Linked DNA regions of Mus musculus: regions 2, 3 and 4 are each linked to region 1. The links are chromatin contacts, called in public Hi-C, HiChIP or PLAC-seq and capture Hi-C maps. All regions are on one chromosome and are shown on one strand. Each heading gives the region's core, a stretch centred on a gene start, on an enhancer-like site or on the middle of the called end of the contact. The rest is flanking DNA. Distances are from core to core; before and after follow the strand shown. Region 1 overlaps Snx29 (sorting nexin 29). Region 2 overlaps Snx29 (sorting nexin 29). Region 3 overlaps Gspt1 (G1 to S phase transition 1). Region 4 has its middle 28 kb from the start of Tnfrsf17.

Region 1 (2,664 bases), core at 104-2,603:
TGAAAATAAAACGGGCTGAGTCCCTGCTGCAGGCACAGCTCAGAGGTATCACAAGAATGTCCTCATGGGAAAGGAACTGACCAAGCTGGTGGCTTTGTCAGGGATGGAAATGGCTTGGGAGGCTCAGAGGCAAGATCCATGGCAGCCCCCAGAGAACCAATTCACCTGCTCCATACCCCACACTGGAGAGAGGCTGAGAAGGGCTCTGGGAACCATGCCTGGCCACTAGGAGAAGGTGACAGACAAGTCGTCCTCACATAGACCTAAGTATCTGTTCAGCCCTGCACAGCAACAGAACTCACACTAGCAGTTCCTGCTCTGCAGCCAGAGGACTGTGGGAAACCTCAGCTCATAGGGAACATGGCTCTGGAGAGTGTTCACGTAAACAGAAAGGTCCAGGCTTGGAGATCTAGGAGATCCGTGTGGAAGTTTCTATGTCACCTCAGATAACTAATGCATTTCCAAGCAGAAATGGCATCCTGGGGTGATGTTAAAGGGGCCTGGAACTTCTCTGGATAAAGTTACTCTCCATCTGACATCACCACTATGGGCTCAAGGTTTGTTGTACTTTGGTGTTTGAAGGAAATGTTAATTTTTACCCAAAGGCTGATGAGGAAAAAAGGCATAATTTTTACACTATCCAAGTGTTGATCTCTGAATGTGATATGGAAACAGAAAGCCTGCCCTCTGCCCCTCTCCTTCCTGCCATTAGGGGTAGGAACGAAATGGCCAGAGCTCAGAAAGCAAAGACAACAGCTAGTCAGGAAAAGGAAGAGCCCTGGCCTCTGATGACCATGGAGTCTCATGCTAGCCCACTCTGCCAACCCCAGTCAGGGCACCGGCCCCAATCCCAACTGACCTAGTCATTGAACATCTATCTTGTTAAACAATTGCTGGTGTGGGTGTGGGTGTGGGTGCGGGCCATCACACACACACTCTTCATTGCCGTGTCCCTAATACTTCCCTCTGAAGCTGGAAATGATTTGCACCACCTGTCATTAGAATATGTCATCAGCAAAACTGATTTGTCCAGAGTCACAAGGAAAGTCAGAAGACAGCCTTACTCTGGCTGCACACAGAAGGTAGCTTAGAAACCGCAAGGCACAGAAGGTTCCTTGCATCCTTTAGCAGATTCACCCCCATGCACCACAATCCGGCCATAGTCTGGAAGCTTACAGCGATACCACGATCAGGTGCACAGAAAGCAAACACTCACTAACTTCATGCTCACTTCAAAGCCCACACCTGCACAGGATAAGCACAGGTGCCCTGCTGGCACACATGCCAGCCTCTGAGAGTACTTACGGACTGTCATGGACTCAGGCACTGAGGCAGAAGGTAGCAAGCTGCTCAGAGGACTTCCTTGGCCTGGAGAACTGGCTTCCCTACTGGGAGGAAGTAGACAGAAGGAAGTTACACTCATCCCAAAATGCAACTTCAGTGTTCACAACACTCTCAGGCAAAACGTTTCCCCAGGAATCTACTGGAAAAACAATGAAGCTGCTCAGCAGATGTCTGAAATTTACTGGTAACTCCAAAACCAATCCAAACACCCTCTGGAAGCCGCTCACTCACGAGGGAAGAGTTAGTCACTCAGTGGGCATGTGTGCAGCTGGGTCAGACAGGAAACCACTGCCTTCCTCTTCCAACTCGTGTACACACGCGTGAACACACGTCCTTTCAGTAGTCTACTTTGTCACATTCTTATGGTTTGTATTGTCACTTTCCCTAGTTAGAATAGTCTCCAGGTCCATGTTCCCAGTACAAGGGCCCCACATATTATGTAAGCTTCATTCAGACAAGCATGAAATATCACTGTCCAATGTCAACAAGTCAACAGTGTTTGTTTCTGATGGTCTCTCATGGATCCTGGGCTGGAATTTTCTATGTGACTGTCTTAGTCAGGGTTTCTATTCCTGGACAAAATATCATGACCAAGAAGCAAGTTGGGGAGGAAAGGGTTTATTCAGCTTACACCTCCAAACCACTGTTCATAGCCAAGGAAGTCAGGGCTGGAACTCAAGCAGGTCAGGAAGCAGGAGCTGATGCAGAGGCCATGGAGGGATGTTCTTTACTGGCTTGCTTCCCCTGGCTTGCTCAGCCTGCTCTCTTATAGAGCCAAGACTACCAGCCCAGAGATGGTCCCACCCACAAGGGGCCTTTCCCCCTTGATCACTAATTGAGAAAATGCCTTACAGTTGGATCTCATGGAGGCATTTTCTCAACTGAAGCTCCTTTCTCTGTGATAATCCAGCTGTGTCAAGTCGACACAAAACTAGCCAGTACAGTGACCAAAGATGATTTTGAACTTCTGATCCTTCTGTCTTCGCTTCCCAAGTTTTATATGGTGCTGGGGATCAAACCCAGAGCTCTATGCATGCTATGCAAGCATTCTCCTACAGCTGAGCTACATCTCTTGTAGATTCTAAACAAGATGCCTTTAAATGAGGACACACAGAGAGGCAGGTTATGCATTATCAGTGAATATAGAAATGCCATAACAACAGGTTCCAGCATCCCCCTGTAAGCAGGCTGGTGCTCAGAGAGGCTCAGAGAGCATAATGCGGGCAGGTAACTGGACTGCATGCATATCTACAATCAATTTCTAATGTGAATAATAGCACTGGCTTGTCCATACGCAGCAGGAGACCCCAAGGCCAGGGC
Region 2 (2,664 bases), core at 42-2,541, 230 kb before region 1:
TCTAGCTGCATATGTAGCAGAAGATGGCCTAGTCCGCCATCATTTGGAAGATAGGCCCCTTGGTATAGCAAACTTTGTATGCCCTAGTACAAGGGAACTCCAGGGCCAAAAAGAGGGAGTGTGGGTGGGTAGGGGAGCAGGGTGGGGGTGGGGGTAGATATAGGGGACTTTTAGGATAGCATTTGAAATGTAAATGAAGAAAATATGTAATAAAAATGTGGGAAAAATAAAAATAAAAATAAATAAATAAATAAATAAATGAATGAATAAAAGGGTTGAGGTGTATCTCAGTGACAGGGTGCTTGCCTAGCCTGTATAAGATCTGAGTTCAATCCCAGAGTGCTTAAAAAATATATAGAGTAAGCAATATAAATATAAAACATAGTCACAAGCTGCTTGAATGTCAGGAACAATGAGAAGAACATTTTGGGAGAGCTAGTGGCAAAAACTGAGGCTTGGAAATGGGCTTACAGTGCAGGTTCAGAGAGGCTACCATATACTTTTCAGCCATTTGAAACCATTGGAGTTTTATGCCTGAGTGCAAACTTATGAGATTTCTTGGTTGGTCTTATAAAGGATACAGAACATAGGAAGCAGAACTAAGGTAGGAGGCTGCGATAGCCTTCAGGCAAAAGTATGGTCACGGCCGAGGCCATGAAAGGAATAGAGAGGAAGGAAGGGATTGTCTCAGAATATTGGAAGTTACAAATCTGGGGCCATGGGGATCAACTAGATAGATGCAAAGGAATGATTCCCTGAGTCTCTAGCTTGAGGACATAGTGGGATAGGCTCTATTCTGTGAGGTGGAGAACACTGTAAGTTAATATGAAATAAAACTATGTTCACCTTCAAAAAAAAAAAGAAAAGAAAAGAAAAGAAGAATTGGAGCTTCCATCTAGGAAGCAGATACAAGCCAGGTCTGTTCAGTTCTCTAATGAAAATGAAAATGAAACCAGCTAAAGGTGGAGTCCTGAGGCTTTCGTGTAAGGAAGGCTGGAAGAGACTAGAAGGTGTGCCTTGAAGAGAGAGAGCAGCCCAGCTGTGGAGACAGGAGCAGGAGTGAGTGGGAGCCTGAGTCTTGACCTAAGTGGCTTCACACCAAATGTTAGCCTGCCTTCTTCCTAGTCCCAAGGTCCTGAGCAAATCAGTTCTGAGATACACTGTGATGGACAGATTCAGAATCATCTAGATTGGTGAGGCACACCTTTGGGTGTGCTTGTGAGGGATTTTCTAGAAGCAGTTAGCTGAGAGCTCTGTGTACAGAAGATTCAGGAAGCAGACAGACTTCTGCCTTGTCACTGGGCAGACTCCACTCTCACAAGGCAGCACCAAGTTCCTCACTTGTCCAAGGTCTTACTGGACTGGGCTCTTGTGTCACATTGCTGTTTTTGTGACTATCACTTTCTGTAGGTAGCTGGAAAGAGCTGATATAACATATTCAGAAGGCAGGAGGCTGCAAGTACCGAGATCACTTAAAAAACAAAACAAAAAAAAAAAGCCATCCTTTAAGAAGGAACCTTTTGCCAAAATTTACCTAGAAGCAACAAGCCCACACCATCTAAAATGTTTGCCAGAGATCATCCCTCAGGCAGCAGGTGGTAGCTCAGTGGTAGAGCATTTGCCAGCATGGAGAAGGCCCTGTATTCCATCCCCAGTATAAACCAAAACCAAATCTCAAGTGTCCTTGATTATAGAAGTTAAAATATATAAACTATTCAACTATTTTAACAATGTTAGCTACAGAAAAAGGCCATGTAAGGAGGCATCTTAAAACAATTTTTAAAGAGAGCAAGAGAGTGAGAGAGCATGCACTATCCTAGATAATATACAACAAGCAGTTGACAGGAGCTGTCACTGCCAACAGGTGGAGAGTGAGCTTGAGAGCCTCAGCTTCCGTAAGATGGAATGAGCCATCTTCTGAGATGCTTCTCGAGAATGAGTTGACTTTCTCTACATTATGCAAAGATCTATGAGACAGATCTGGTTCAGATGCAAGCCTAACTCAACTAGGGCACCAACATGGAGAGGTGAGACCTACCTAGTACCTGTGCCTGCTTTTGCATCCAAAACCTGCAGATGTGAAACTCAAGGTATTGATGGCAAACGTGCCCCGTGGACCTGGGGTAGAACTGGGCCACCATTCATCACTACAGCCATTTTGTGGTGGTGTTGTTTTGAGATAGGTTCTCATGTAGCCCAGGCTGGCCTTGAGTTCTCCATATAGACGAGGATGACCTTGAACTTTTGATCCTCCTGACTCTGCCTTTCCAGGGCTGATTTATGCAGTACTGGCAATGGAAGCTAGGCCTTTATGCATGTTCAGCAAGCACTCTGTCAAGTGAGCTACATTTCCAGCCTCTTAGAATGCATTTTGAAACACAGTACTACCAGTTAAAAACCTTAAATAAAAGTGTGATAGCTACTCAAAGTGTACTTTGATAAAAGTTTAATAGCATACATAAAAGCTTGGTCTTTTTCAAAAGCAATGAGGGAATACACGTGGCCAGTATGGTCTCTAAGTGTAAGAATGTGTGTGTGTCAATACTGTTAGAACAAAATACAACTAGAAGATGACAGCAAATTCAGATGAGGCTGAACTACCTATTTTAAGCACTTCTGCAGTATTCTGTAATGATGGTATTTCCATTGATACACATTGTAGGA
Region 3 (2,664 bases), core at 59-2,558, 200 kb after region 1:
AAAGAAAACTATAACATGCTCCAACACGGACAAACTAACGAAGGCATTATGTAAAGTGAAAGCCAACTACAAAAAATCAGAGATTATTTGTGTTTATATTTGTGGTGCTGGAAGTTGAACCGAAGGGCTTGTATGTGCTGAGCAGGCATTCATTCTGCCACTGAGTTATAGTCCCAGCCCTTTATGTGAGATCCCTAGAAATAATGGTATGGTGAAGTGCTTAGAGATAATGTATTGTTGTTTATTGACTATGTGTAATTTCACATTTGCAACATGAGAAGAGTCCAGTTTTGAATTGCTTAGCAGTGTTAACTTCACCCGTTCATTTATGACCTTACTACTACCAGCTTTATGCTTAAAGACAGTAAATTTTAGGGGGTCAAGAGTTGGGTTGATGACTGAGTGCTTGCTGCTGTTGCAGAGTACCGGAATTTAGTTCCAGCAATTTGGGCAGCTTACAAATCTTCTTGTCTCTGGTTCCATAATGTTCTCTGGGTTTTCTGGGCACCTGTACTCACTTGGTATACACATCAATATAAATAAAGCTTTTTTAAAAATGTACTTTACAATTTTTCACAGCTGGGTGTGGTAGTGCAAATCTGTAATCTCAGCACTTGGGAGGCATAGGGAGGACATTCTGGAATTCAAGGTCATAGTAGGTTATAAAGTGCTTTGAGGTCCTTAGGTAACTTAAAAAATTAATTAATCTCAGCACTCAGGAGGCAGAGGCAGACTGATTTCTGAGTTTGAGGCCAGCCTGGTCTACAGAGTGAGTTCTAGGGCTATACAGAGAAACCCTGTCTCCAAACCATAAAAACAAAAACAAAAAAATATTTAAGGGCTGGCAGGATGACTCATTATATAAAAGATTTGACCCTTGATACCTAGAATCCACATAAAGAAAAAGGAGAGAAACACTCCACAGTTGTCCTCTGACCTCTGTTCCATATGTACCATGCACACCAACACCTACCCACGCCCAAACCAGATATACAGTAAAAACAAACAAATCCTGTTAATGGGTTTAAAGCTAGATTTGATGATTTTTATTTGATGTATTATAAAATTATACCAAGAAACAAATTGATGTTTTTAATGCTTTCTAGGTAAATACCTCCTTAATTGAGGATTGACCTGCTGTGGGGGAAAAATTCTTGAATTCTGAAATTTAAATTTAAGAGAGTTAAAAATCCAGTTATTAAATTTGATGTTTGTCTTAGTTTCCTGTGGTTGATAAAATACTCTGAGAGAAACAACTCAAGGAAGAGGCTGGAGAGGTGACTCAGCTCTTAAAGGGAACTTGATTCATGCAATACACGGCACTCTTCACACAGAGATGAGCACACACCTATATATAAATGAAAGTAATTTTCTAAAACCAAAGCAATGAGGCTGGAGAGATGGTTTAGTGGTTAAGGAGCTCTTTCTTGCTCTTGCTGACGACCTGGGTTCATTTCCCAACAGTGACACAGTGGCTCCCAGTGAAACATCTCTCCAGTTCCAGGGCATCTGATGTTACCACTTCTGACCTTTCAGGCACCAGGCACACATGTGGGTAAAACACTCATGCTTAAAATCAATAGTTTTGGGGAGCTGAGCGAAGCAACTCAAAGGACCAAGGCTTTATTTCAGCTCTTCTTAGTTAAAGGGTACAGTCCATCAAGGCAGGAAAGTCAAAGCCACAGAAGTTCGAAGGCACTGATCTATCACAATGCATTTGTGAACAGAGGAGGATAAACACTAGCGCTCCGCTCACTTTCTCCCAGCTCAGAATGACCTCGGCCACAGTAAAGCGGATTCTTCCCACATCAGTTAGCTTAAGGGAATTGTGTGCAAGCGTGCCCAGGGACTGACCCTCACAGGTGCACCTGGGCATTTACCTCTTAGTGATTCTAGATCTTGTCAGGTTGACAGTACTAATCATTACAATGGTTTCATTCTGAAAATGAAGTTTGTTCTGTATTCTACTTAGAAGTTGTTAGAATGTGTTGTTTAAAAACAACAAATTGTGACATCTGCAACCGCAGCAGGCGGCAGAGTGCTTGTCTGACAAGCCAAGATTGACCCCCTTTCTTTTCCTCAAAAGTTTATTTCTGGCTAAAATATTTTATCTTTATTTTGACTTTTAGATTTGTAGCTTCTTAATAAGCATCAAGGTAATTTTATATCTTATAAAATGTGCATGTGTCAGAAAACTTCCAACTTTGGTTTCTTTTTAAGCACAACGTGGAAGTTCTTGGAATACTTTCTGATGATGTAGAAACGGACTCTGTAGCTCCAGGTGAAAACCTCAAAATCAGACTGAAAGGAATTGAAGAGGAAGAGATTCTTCCAGGATTCATCCTTTGTGATCTTAATAATCTTTGTCATTCTGGACGCACATTTGATGCTCAGGTAAAGATCATCTTCATGGTTGTTAAAACTTAATTTCAGTGCCTTTGTCCTGAGTATTTGTGACATGCCACATGACCTGTATCAGAGGGACTCATTTGTACATTACAACTATAGTATCTCACAGTTCCAAGATGCTGTAAAAATTTACCAGGTAGGGGCTGGAGAGATGATTCAGCGGTTAAGAGCACCGGCTGCTCCTGAAGGTCGTCCTGAGTTCAAACCTCAGCAACCACATGATGGCTCACAGTCATCTGTAACGAGCTCTTCTGG
Region 4 (2,664 bases), core at 118-2,617, 130 kb after region 1:
CAGAAATCTGCCTGCCTCTGCCTCTCGAGTGCTGGGATTAAAGGCATGTGCCACCACACCCAGCTTAAGTCAGAGTTCCTTAGGGAGCTCCTGTCTCAAAAACAAACTGGCCAGGGAGATGAATCCACAGGAAAACTTGTTTGCAACCAAGCCTCACACCTGAGTTCTGTCTCAAGAACCAATATAAAAGCCCCATACAGAGTCACACGTATGTAAATCCAAAACTCTTACAGTGAGACAAGGTGTGTGTATGTGTGTGTACAGAAGCACTAGCCAGAAACTCACAGGCTGCTAGCATGAAGAATACTGCATGGTGACAGAAACCCTCTCAGCCAGGGAGAGTGTGGGACCAACTCCTGACGATCATCCTCCAAGCTCCATACAGGCTCCTGTCATACTCACACATGATCATTTTTAAAATGATCAGGTGTACTACTCAGCAAGGCCTCAAGGCAACCAAATGTATCTCCTTAGTTTGCTTTTTTTTTTTTTTTTTTTTGGTTTTTCGAGACAGGGTTTCTCTGTGTAGCTCTGGCTGTCCTGGAACTCATTTGTAGACCAGGCTGGCCTCAAACTCAGAAATCTGCCTGCCTCTGCCTCCCAAGTGCTGGGATTAAAGGCGTGTGCCACCACGCCTGGCCTTAGTTTGCTTTTTAAAGACAGGGTTTCACTGTGTAGCCCTGGCTGGCCTCAAACTCACAGAAATTCAGCTGCCTCTGCCTTCCAAGTGCTGAGATTAAAGAAGTGTGCCACCACCACACTTGTTCCCAAATAAAACTTTTCAGATTAATAATTAAAAATAAAATTATAGGACAGGTAGTGCTTCCCTTAGTAAAGTGTTGGCCTAGCACTCACAAAGCCTTGGGTCGGATCCTTGGCACTACATAAAGCAGGCCCAGCCATAAAGCAGGCCCAGCTGGGAAAATAGGTGATCCGGAAGTTCAAGACCATCCTCAGTTCTAGGCCATCCAGGGATACAAAGAAGACTCAGAAAAGTACCAATACCTCCAAAACAAAGAATTCCTGGCCCAGATAGATGACCTTGCAAGTGGATTCTAAAGCTATCCATAGCATACAATATATGTCTATTCTTGATTCCAAAATGAGATTAAAAAAAAATAAGAGACTAGTAAGACTAATTTTCTTATGAGAAGAAAAGCTAAAGTCCTAAATACAGTATTCTAAGTAAATCTAACAGGTTTTAAGGCTACAGTATAGGGCTGGGAAGATGACTCAGCAGTTAAGGCTCTTGCTGTCGGGCCAGATGACTACAGCTCAGTCCCCAGAATTAAGGTGCTATAAGGAAAGAACCAACTCCTGAAAGTTGTCACACACACACACACACAGACACACACACACACGCAAAATAATACATATAGTAGAAAAGCCCCTCCTGACTCATGGTTTCACTCATGGTTTCACTTTCCAGAACAGTGACTCATGGTCAATTGTGGAAAATATTAAATGGAAATTCCAGAAGCAAGTATAAATTCTAAATTACAGGCCATTTTGATGAGCTTAATGTGACATAATCCAGGTGTTGCCCCAAATATGACTCTGTCAAGTGTATCCGTGCTGTGTAATGAGCTGCCCACGGGTTACTTAATAGCCTTCCCAATCTGACTGACCACCACAGCATTACAATGCTTGTTCACCTAACACTTTCATTATCAATGGTCCCTAAGAGCAAGAATGCTGGTGCTGTTATCTCACACATGACAACAAGCTGCCATACTATTCTCTTTAAGAGAAAAGGCAAAAGGGCAAGAACATATTTTGAAAGAGACCATATTCATATAACCCCATTAGCACACATGGTTGTCTTACTGTCATTTATTGTTCATCCTTGTCCCTATTTTGTAAGTTAAACTTTAACAATAGGTATGTGTGAAAACGCCCAGCATGTACTGCATCAGTACTGTTCACAGCTTCAAGCAAGCCCTGGGGGACTGTGTACCACAACACTTCAGTGTGGTGCCGGTAGGCATTAGCGTCCCTCTGAGCTGGTGGGGAGCAAGCTCTGCCTCTCTGGTTCCTTGTTCTTGTCATGGGCTCATTGATTCTCACATGGAGTGTTTTTCTTCCATAGTTATGGTTTGTTTTGTCTTTGTCGTATTGGAGTCAATGTCAGATCCAACACAGGCCAGGAAAGTACTCTCCCACTGAGCTATGCAGCACACCCCTTCACAAGTGTTTGTCTCTCACAAGAAAGCCAGTCATACTAGATTAGACCCTGTCCTAATGGCCTCACCTTAACTTGATATTATCTAAGAAAACTGCAAATGAAGTGACAAGTCACAATGGCAGGTCCACAGGAAGGAATTGGAGCTTCCACATATCTTCTGAAAAGAAACAGCTCAACCATAATTATCTTGATAAACGGGGCCCATCTCAGGAAAGCAAGTGGAGCTACTCACAGGTTTACCACTGAAGATCACCGCAGTGATAGGCTAAATGGGGAAACCATGTTTGCCACAACTAAGACAGAGAGAGGATATGGTTCATTTAGTCCACAGTGTTTTGAGGGCCAGCAAGATGACTGAGAAGGTAGAAGCAATTGTTACTAAGTCAGGTCACCTGAGGTTTGTTTCCAGGACCTTTTAGGTAGAAGGAGAGAATCAACTCCTGCAAGTTGCCCTCTGACCTCCACACAGGCACCATGGC

The links. Hi-C and Micro-C count contacts between places; a contact is called where the count stands out from the background. HiChIP or PLAC-seq counts read pairs in DNA pulled down with a chosen protein or histone mark. Capture Hi-C pulls out chosen DNA fragments and counts their contacts.
Region 2: a contact with region 1 is called in a Hi-C map of hematopoietic stem and progenitor cells, with 2.2 times the contacts expected there. The contact joins two enhancer-like sites. A contact is called at or near these places in 6 of 484 Hi-C or Micro-C datasets (bone marrow-derived macrophages, centroblasts, group 2 innate lymphoid cells and 3 more), 3 of 115 datasets of contacts at active chromatin or transcription factors (T-cell acute lymphoblastic leukemia, bone marrow-derived macrophages and effector CD8 T cells) and 1 of 9 other capture datasets (liver).
Region 3: an H3K4me3 HiChIP or PLAC-seq map of bone marrow-derived macrophages shows a contact between it and region 1, with 4 times the contacts expected there. The contact joins two enhancer-like sites. A contact is called at or near these places in 15 of 39 promoter capture datasets (the C10 cell line, the HPC-7 cell line, HPC-7-derived erythroid cells and 10 more), 2 of 15 datasets of contacts at CTCF or cohesin (embryonic stem cells and pro-B cells), 75 of 484 Hi-C or Micro-C datasets (3T3-L1-derived adipocytes, the AML12 cell line, the AtT-20 cell line and 44 more), 5 of 115 datasets of contacts at active chromatin or transcription factors (bone marrow-derived dendritic cells, bone marrow-derived macrophages, embryonic stem cells and 1 more) and 5 of 9 other capture datasets (adipose tissue, embryonic tail, liver and 2 more).
Region 4: a contact with region 1 is called in a capture Hi-C map of bone marrow-derived macrophages, with 7 times the contacts expected there. The contact joins two enhancer-like sites. A contact is called at or near these places in 2 of 39 promoter capture datasets (the C10 cell line and frontonasal cranial neural crest), 2 of 15 datasets of contacts at CTCF or cohesin (embryonic stem cells and pro-B cells), 10 of 484 Hi-C or Micro-C datasets (the AML12 cell line, the G1E-ER4 cell line, the N1E-115 cell line and 6 more), 3 of 115 datasets of contacts at active chromatin or transcription factors (embryonic stem cells and microglia) and 5 of 9 other capture datasets (adipose tissue, bone marrow-derived macrophages, liver and 2 more).

What each region holds. Positions count from the first base shown.
Region 1 is chr16:11,419,425-11,422,088 of GRCm38.p6, reverse strand. It overlaps Snx29 (sorting nexin 29), which reads right to left. Exons shown (of 21, transcript NM_028964.4): 11 at 1,306-1,385. Among named protein-coding and RNA genes, the nearest start is that of Snx29, 98 kb to the right of the region's middle. Within about 2 kb of position 1,353, at least 53 of the 459 cell types and tissues checked have an H3K27ac peak or open chromatin away from gene starts, as enhancers often do. A contact at or near this core is called in bone marrow-derived macrophages and hematopoietic stem and progenitor cells, where this site is marked.
Region 2 is chr16:11,651,513-11,654,176 of GRCm38.p6, reverse strand. All of the region lies in intron 16 of Snx29 (sorting nexin 29), which reads right to left. Among named protein-coding and RNA genes, the nearest start is that of Gm32100, 69 kb to the right of the region's middle. Within about 2 kb of position 1,291, at least 58 of the 459 cell types and tissues checked have an H3K27ac peak or open chromatin away from gene starts, as enhancers often do. A contact at or near this core is called in bone marrow-derived macrophages and hematopoietic stem and progenitor cells, where this site is marked.
Region 3 is chr16:11,224,150-11,226,813 of GRCm38.p6, reverse strand. Gspt1 (G1 to S phase transition 1) reads left to right here. Exons shown (of 15, transcript NM_146066.2): 12 at 2,221-2,394. 2610020C07Rik (RIKEN cDNA 2610020C07 gene) reads right to left here. Exons shown (of 3, transcript NR_038156.1): 3 at 1,018-2,664. Among named protein-coding and RNA genes, the nearest start is that of 2610020C07Rik, 22 kb to the right of the region's middle. Within about 2 kb of position 1,308, at least 9 of the 459 cell types and tissues checked have an H3K27ac peak or open chromatin away from gene starts, as enhancers often do. A contact at or near this core is called in bone marrow-derived macrophages, where this site is marked.
Region 4 is chr16:11,284,849-11,287,512 of GRCm38.p6, reverse strand. No RefSeq gene overlaps it. Among named protein-coding and RNA genes, the nearest start is that of Tnfrsf17, 28 kb to the left of the region's middle. Within about 2 kb of position 1,367, at least 43 of the 459 cell types and tissues checked have an H3K27ac peak or open chromatin away from gene starts, as enhancers often do. A contact at or near this core is called in bone marrow-derived macrophages, where this site is marked.